Linked DNA regions of Sus scrofa: region 1 is linked to region 2. A link is a contact called in public promoter capture Hi-C data. All regions are on one chromosome and are shown on one strand. Each heading gives the region's core, a stretch centred on a gene start, on an enhancer-like site or on the middle of the called end of the contact. The rest is flanking DNA. Distances are from core to core; before and after follow the strand shown.

What was found. Promoter capture Hi-C pulls out the DNA fragments that hold promoters and counts their contacts.
Region 1: a contact with region 2 is called in a promoter capture Hi-C map of liver, with 3 times the contacts expected there. The contact joins the promoter of ZNF835 here to the promoter of LOC100620869 in region 2. A contact is called at or near these places in 1 of 5 promoter capture datasets (liver) and 2 of 47 Hi-C or Micro-C datasets (embryonic fibroblasts and liver).

What each region holds. Positions count from the first base shown.
Region 1 is chr6:60,939,327-60,942,182 of Sscrofa11.1, reverse strand. ZNF835 (zinc finger protein 835) reads left to right here and starts at 1,571. Exons shown (of 2, transcript XM_021095092.1): 1 at 1,571-1,736. The coding sequence starts at 1,705.
Region 2 is chr6:60,587,695-60,590,783 of Sscrofa11.1, reverse strand. It overlaps LOC100620869 (zinc finger protein 239), which reads right to left and starts at 1,619. Exons shown (of 3, transcript XM_005664876.3): 1 at 1,410-1,619.

The sequences.
Region 1 (2,856 bases), core at 322-2,821, 350 kb before region 2:
TGTACAGCAGGTCCCCATTGGCCAGTCATTCCATCTACCACAGGGTGCATGTGACATCTGGCCTGTACCCTTTAAAAAAAAAGTGAGGGGGAGATGATTGATGATTTTTCTGATTATCCTGAGAGCTCACAGTGATCTTGTCTGTTTTGCTCTCTCATTTGTCTACACATCCCTTTCTACCCATGTTGCAGGAGACTCCTGAAATGGTTAGTTTGATGTGCCACCTTGTCCAGGCTCTGGTACCCAGGGATTGAATTAAATGCAGATGCAGGTGTCTCTCTGAAGTTCTTCTGTAAAAGAGGTTCACTTCGGAGTTCCCGTTGTGGCTCAGTGGTGAACGAATCCGACTAGGAACCATGAGGTTTCGGGTTCGATCCCTGGCCTTGCTCAGTGGGTTAAGGATCCAGCGTTGCCGTGAGCTGTGGTGTAAGTTGCACACACCGCTCAGATCTGGCGTTGCTGTGGCTGGCGGCTACAGCTCCAATTGGACCCCTAGCCTGGGAACCTCCATATGCCATGGGTGCAGCCCTAGAAAAGATAAATTAATTAATTAATTAATTAATTAATAAAAGAGGTTCACTCTGAACCTCAGTTTGCTTTAAGACAACCCTCGATAATGTGGGGCGGGCCTCATCCAATCCGTTGAAAGCCTTAGGAACAACAACTGAGATTTCCCAGGGAAGAAATTCTGTCTCAGGACGGCCACATCTGTTCCCTGTGTTTCCAGCTGTTGGCCAGCCCTACAAATTCTAAACTGACCCATTCCCACAACTGTGCAAGCCAATTCCTTAAAAGAAATCTCAATCTCTTGATAAATAATAGACAACGGATAGATATCAATACATATGTGTATGGATATAGATGTACACACACACAACTGCTTCTGTTTCTCTGGAGGACCCTGACTGATTCTGTTTATTTTATCACCTTTTTTTAAAACTGAGAAAAACCAGATGTCAACAGGATCATCATTTGCCGCAAAGAGAATGTGGACGTCACATAAATGTTCTTCAGCTGAGGATTGGCTAAATACATGTAAGGTGCAATTCAACTACTTGCCAACCTTGGACGTCTTTTTACCAAGAATAGAGATTCAAGCTATACTTGAGAATATATTTTAATATGATAAACATGAGAGTAACTATGAGTGAAAATGGCTGACCTGGACAGCAAAGGTCTGGAAATTACATCACTTGAGGAGTAGTTGAAAGATCTTTGCATATATACATGTATAATAGGATTGCAAACTCCCGCTCTGGCCCTTTCTGTGCTGTGTGGCCCAGGGTGACTCACTTAGCCTCTCTGATCCTAAGGGTCTCTCATACCTACTTCCTCTCCGCCCCTTCCTTGAGGAAGAAGAGCCCCGCCTCCATATTACTGGCCACGCCCACTATCGCGCCCCGGCGTGGTGGACGGAGCTCGGGGTAGACCAGCCCAAGACCCGCCCCCAACCTCCTTGCCCTCCCCCGGGCTCCGTGAAGGCAGAGTCCAGTCAGACGCATGGCCTTCTGGGAGTTGTAGTTTCAGGGACGCCCATACAGCGGAACTGAGTCTCTGTGCAGGCGCAGCGCGGCGCCTTCTGGGAGTTGTAGTCTTTGGGCTCCCGGAGCCGGCTGCAATTCTCTGGGTCGGTCTGGCGCCTGGGCTCTTCTGTAACGGCTGCCACCTTGACCTGAGTGGCGGGCGCGTCCGCACCACCACAGAATGAGAGGTCACCGAGGGTCCGCGTGGGCCGGGTAGGGCGAGAGACTGTGGCGACCTGAGCCCACCAGGCCCGGCGGGAGCCGCCAGCGGCCTTCGGAGCTGGTCCCCGAGGCGAGCGCGCCGGTGTGTGGTGTGCGCATGCGTGAGTGCGTGTGCGCCTGGGTGCTCTCGTGTCTGTGTGTCGAGGTGCGTCCTCGACTCCCCCTGTGCCTGTGCTTGCGAGGCCCGCCCCTCGAGCCTCTCCACTGCTTTGTGCCGGTGCGGGCGTGTAACTGTGTCGCTGTGTGTGTAGGTCCGCCCGTCACTGTGAGCTATCACTCCAGAACTTTGAGCCCGTGCACCTGTGCCTGTGACTTCGTGTGAGTCCGTACCCAGGTGTCACTGTATGTTTGCACGTGCCTGACCCAGGTGGCCTGTGCCTATGAATTTGAGTGTGTGTTAGGTATTTGGGGTCCTCTATGTGTGATTTTGGGCACGTGTGCAACTTGTTCTTGGTGTGCAGCAATGTAGATGGATTGGCTGGTGTGCCGGATGGTATGAGTGTGCCTGAGTGTGACGGCATGTGGAAGGCTGTGCACGGGGTGTTTATGAGAGACACTGAGAGCATGGGGTTGCTCTGTGTGTGTGTGTGTCTGGAGCCCCCGCACACTTGTGGCTCTGGGCATGTGTGAAGCTCTGCCTGCTGCGTGACTGTGTGTGTGGCCGGGTTTGCCACTGTGGGTGATGTCCCAGGCAGAGCCTGCCTGTCGAGCAGAGCGGCTTGTGTGACTTTGTTGTGTGTGTGCCTGGGGCAGGTGCGCTTGGAGTTGTGTGGGTGTGCCAGACTGCCTGCCTCCTTGTGTGGGGAAGACTGCCACAGCATATGGGTGACTGTATAAGGCCATGAGAGTGCCAAGGAGGGGGGTGATGTAACTCCCACCCCCATGGTGTCATTGTGTGCAACTCCATTTGTGTGTCTGCCACTGAGCATGTCTGTGTCTCCCCTTCGGTGGCCTGTTTGTGTACCTGACACGCCCAGGTTTACCCCGCCCTGAATCCACTTACCTCCCCCCCCCCCGCCACACACACACACAGAGGAAATACCCTGAGTCCGTATTCCACCCACCCACCTGCCTCTACCCCAGCATCTTCATGGGTCCCTGTTTCTTTCTC
Region 2 (3,089 bases), core at 370-2,869:
TAGTTTGAGCTTACAGGGTCAAATACTCTTACTGAACACCAAGGAGGAGCTACGATTTGAAGAAAGAGGAAAGAGGCAGTCTTTTCCCTTCCCCGCTCCCCCTGGATTATAAAAATGTAGCCCATCTAATCCCCAGGGCAAAGCCTCCTTGCCTGTCCCCATGGATCTCTCACAGGCTTCTTGTCTTTTTTTTTTTTTAATTTTTAATTTTTGCTTTTTAGGGCTGCACCCACGGCATATGGAGGTTCCCAGGCCAGGGCTCGAATTGGAGCTGTTGCTGCTGGCCTACGCCAGAGCCACAGCAACGCCAGATCCAAGCCACATCTATGACCTACACCACAGCTCAGGGCAACGCCGGGTCCTTCACCCACTGAGGGAGGCCAGGGATCGAACCCACACCTCATGGTTCCCAATCGGATTCGTTTCCCTTGTGCCACGATGGTAACTCCACAGGCATCCTATCTTAATAAATCTATTTCTTGCCTGTCAGTTTGTGTCTCGCTGAATTCATTCTGCGTGGAGGCATACAGAAACTGAACATCAGTAAGTCCAGACACTGGGTAAGTGATTCTAATTTAAAAACTGTGGGTTCAGGTCCCAATCTGGGTTTAGGCTGGGTTTGAGTCCCAGCAGATGGGTTCAAGTCTCAATCTAGATTCTGGCTAGGTTCAAGCCATAACCATGAGGACGCAGGTTGCATCCCTGGCCTCGCTCAGGCTCAGCGGGTTAAGGATTTGGCATTGACGTGAGCTGCAGTGTAGGTCACAGATGCAGCTGGAATCTGGCGTGGCTGTGGCTGTGGTGTAGGCTGGTAGCTGCAGCTCCTATTAGATCACCTGGCCTGGGAACTTTCATATGTCACGGGTGAGGCTCTGAAGAAAGACACACACACACAACCCCCAAAGCACCCAGTTTGCAAGTCAACCATGAGACCCCAGAGCAGGGGAGGGACCTGTCCAAAACCCAAGGGAACAATGATCACGATGACAGTCAGAGACGCTAACACTTGAGTGGCTATTGTGTGCGGCGCACCATCTCAAGGCTCTTTAATCCTCACAGCAACCTTCTCTAGGAGTCAAATTCTAGCATCCTCCTCCTTTTACGGATGGCGAAACTGAGGCACAGCGCTAGTGTACCTCGACCAGGGTCCAAGAGCTACTGAGGGCGGCGGAAGGGGCTCCAAAGGTCACTTCGCAAAGCAGGGGAAACAGGCCCAAAGCAGAAGAAACTAGGGGTACAGGGTAGGCCGCCCGTTGGAGGGGGCAGCGGCTCATTATCCGCAAGCCCTTCAAATCTGTCCCATCTTTTCCCAAAGGAAGCTATGATGTCACATGCGGGGGGGCTGTTACCATGGAAACATGTAAGCTGATTCAGAAACCGGGGCTGGGGAATCTACGGATCGCACTTACCTCCCGGGACACTTCTATGGAGCGCGCACTTCCGGCCAAGGAAACGCGGCCGGAGCGTCTGGTTTGCGCAGGCTTCGCCTTTGCCCAGCGCAACCTGCGACAGCGTCGTGTCGCGGGGGGCTTGAGGACCCCCAGACTCGGCCGACCGAGAACGCGCGCTGGGCCAACGCACGGCGCACGCGCACCCCTTGACCTGTCCTTCAAAGCCAGCGCTATGACGACTCCACCAATCGGAATCCTTCTTTTACCCTGGCCCCGCCTCATTCTCTGGCTTCCGGCGTCTCTCTCTGTCTCCAAGGCAACTTTCAGCCTGAGGGCCAGAGACTTCTGGGTATTGTAGTTTAAAAGGGGAGGAGACAACGAGAGTGCCCTTTTCCATAAAAAGAAGAACATGATAAAAATCTTATATTCAAGGATGACTTCGTGGCTAGAAAGCTCTGGCGAATGGTTCCACCAACTTATTTTCTAGGGAAGCGGGAAGGAGGGGGAGGGAGGGGAGGAGGAAAATGGTCGCAGAGACTTTTGGGAGTTGTAGTACCGCACGCTGCGGCGGGGCAGGGAGCCCGCAACAAGATCAGGCAGTGGTCACCGAGCAACTAGGTCGCCGGTGGAAGTGAGAAAGACCCCCGATCCAGCGTTCCCGTTTTCTTTCTCTGGCACTGCTTGCCTGGTCTTGCCACGGTGTCCGGGCCCTTTCGTTGGCCTTGGGGTCATTTGTGGGGGAGGTTCGCCCATCACTTGTGAACTTGTGTTTGGGCGGGTTGTGGGAGGATGCTTGGGGAGTGGGCGTTTGTGGGCTGCCGGCCTGGGATCTGGCAAGCTTGCTTTTTTTTTTCTTAGAGTCCAACCGGCAGTATATGGAAGTTCCCAGGCTAGGGGCCCAATCGGAGCTTCAGCCACAGCAAGGCGGGTTCTTAACCCGCTGAGCGGGGCCAGGCATCGAACCAGCGTCCTCTTGGATACTTAGTCGGGTTCTTACCGCTGAACCTCAGCAGAAACTCTCTGGGAAGCTTTCTTGAAATAGTCTATAGAAAATGATCGTGCCTGGGTGCCTGCTTTCTAGCAACTACTCAGAGCCTTCACCGGATTCATTGGCTCGTTTTTGTTTATTGTTATTTTTTATTCCCAGTTTGGTTGGAGACCTTCAGGCCTGACAACCTAGGCCACTATGGGGTCTCAAGAGCACCCCTGCATCCCCTTGACCGCCTGGGCCTTCATCTAGTCATTCAGCAGTTCATTACAAAATGCCCCGTTGCCATGGAGACAGCAGGGAACAAGGTAGGGGACGGCTGTTTTCAGCGAGGAAACTCTGAAAGGGAACCAGTGTTTCTCAGTCTCGGCGTTGTTGACATTTGGGAGTGGGGCTTGTGTACTGTAGGGTGTAGAGCAGCACCCCTGGCCTCCACCCACCGCTGCCAGGAGCCACACCCCACCCTGCCCCCTAGTCCTGATAACCAAAATCATTCCCAGAGATTGATAAATATCTCCTGGGGCGGGGCGGGGGCGGGGGACAAAGTCAGCCTCCACCACCCCACTCGCCCCCAACCAATGCTCTTCAAGGGCTTTTCCTTAAAAAAATCACTGCTTTTCCTAAGCAGTAGTATACTTTGCAGCTCCTTGGTCCCCTGGTAAGCTCTCTCCAGCTCATTGCAATCTGCTGTGTGTGTATTTGAAGGCTGC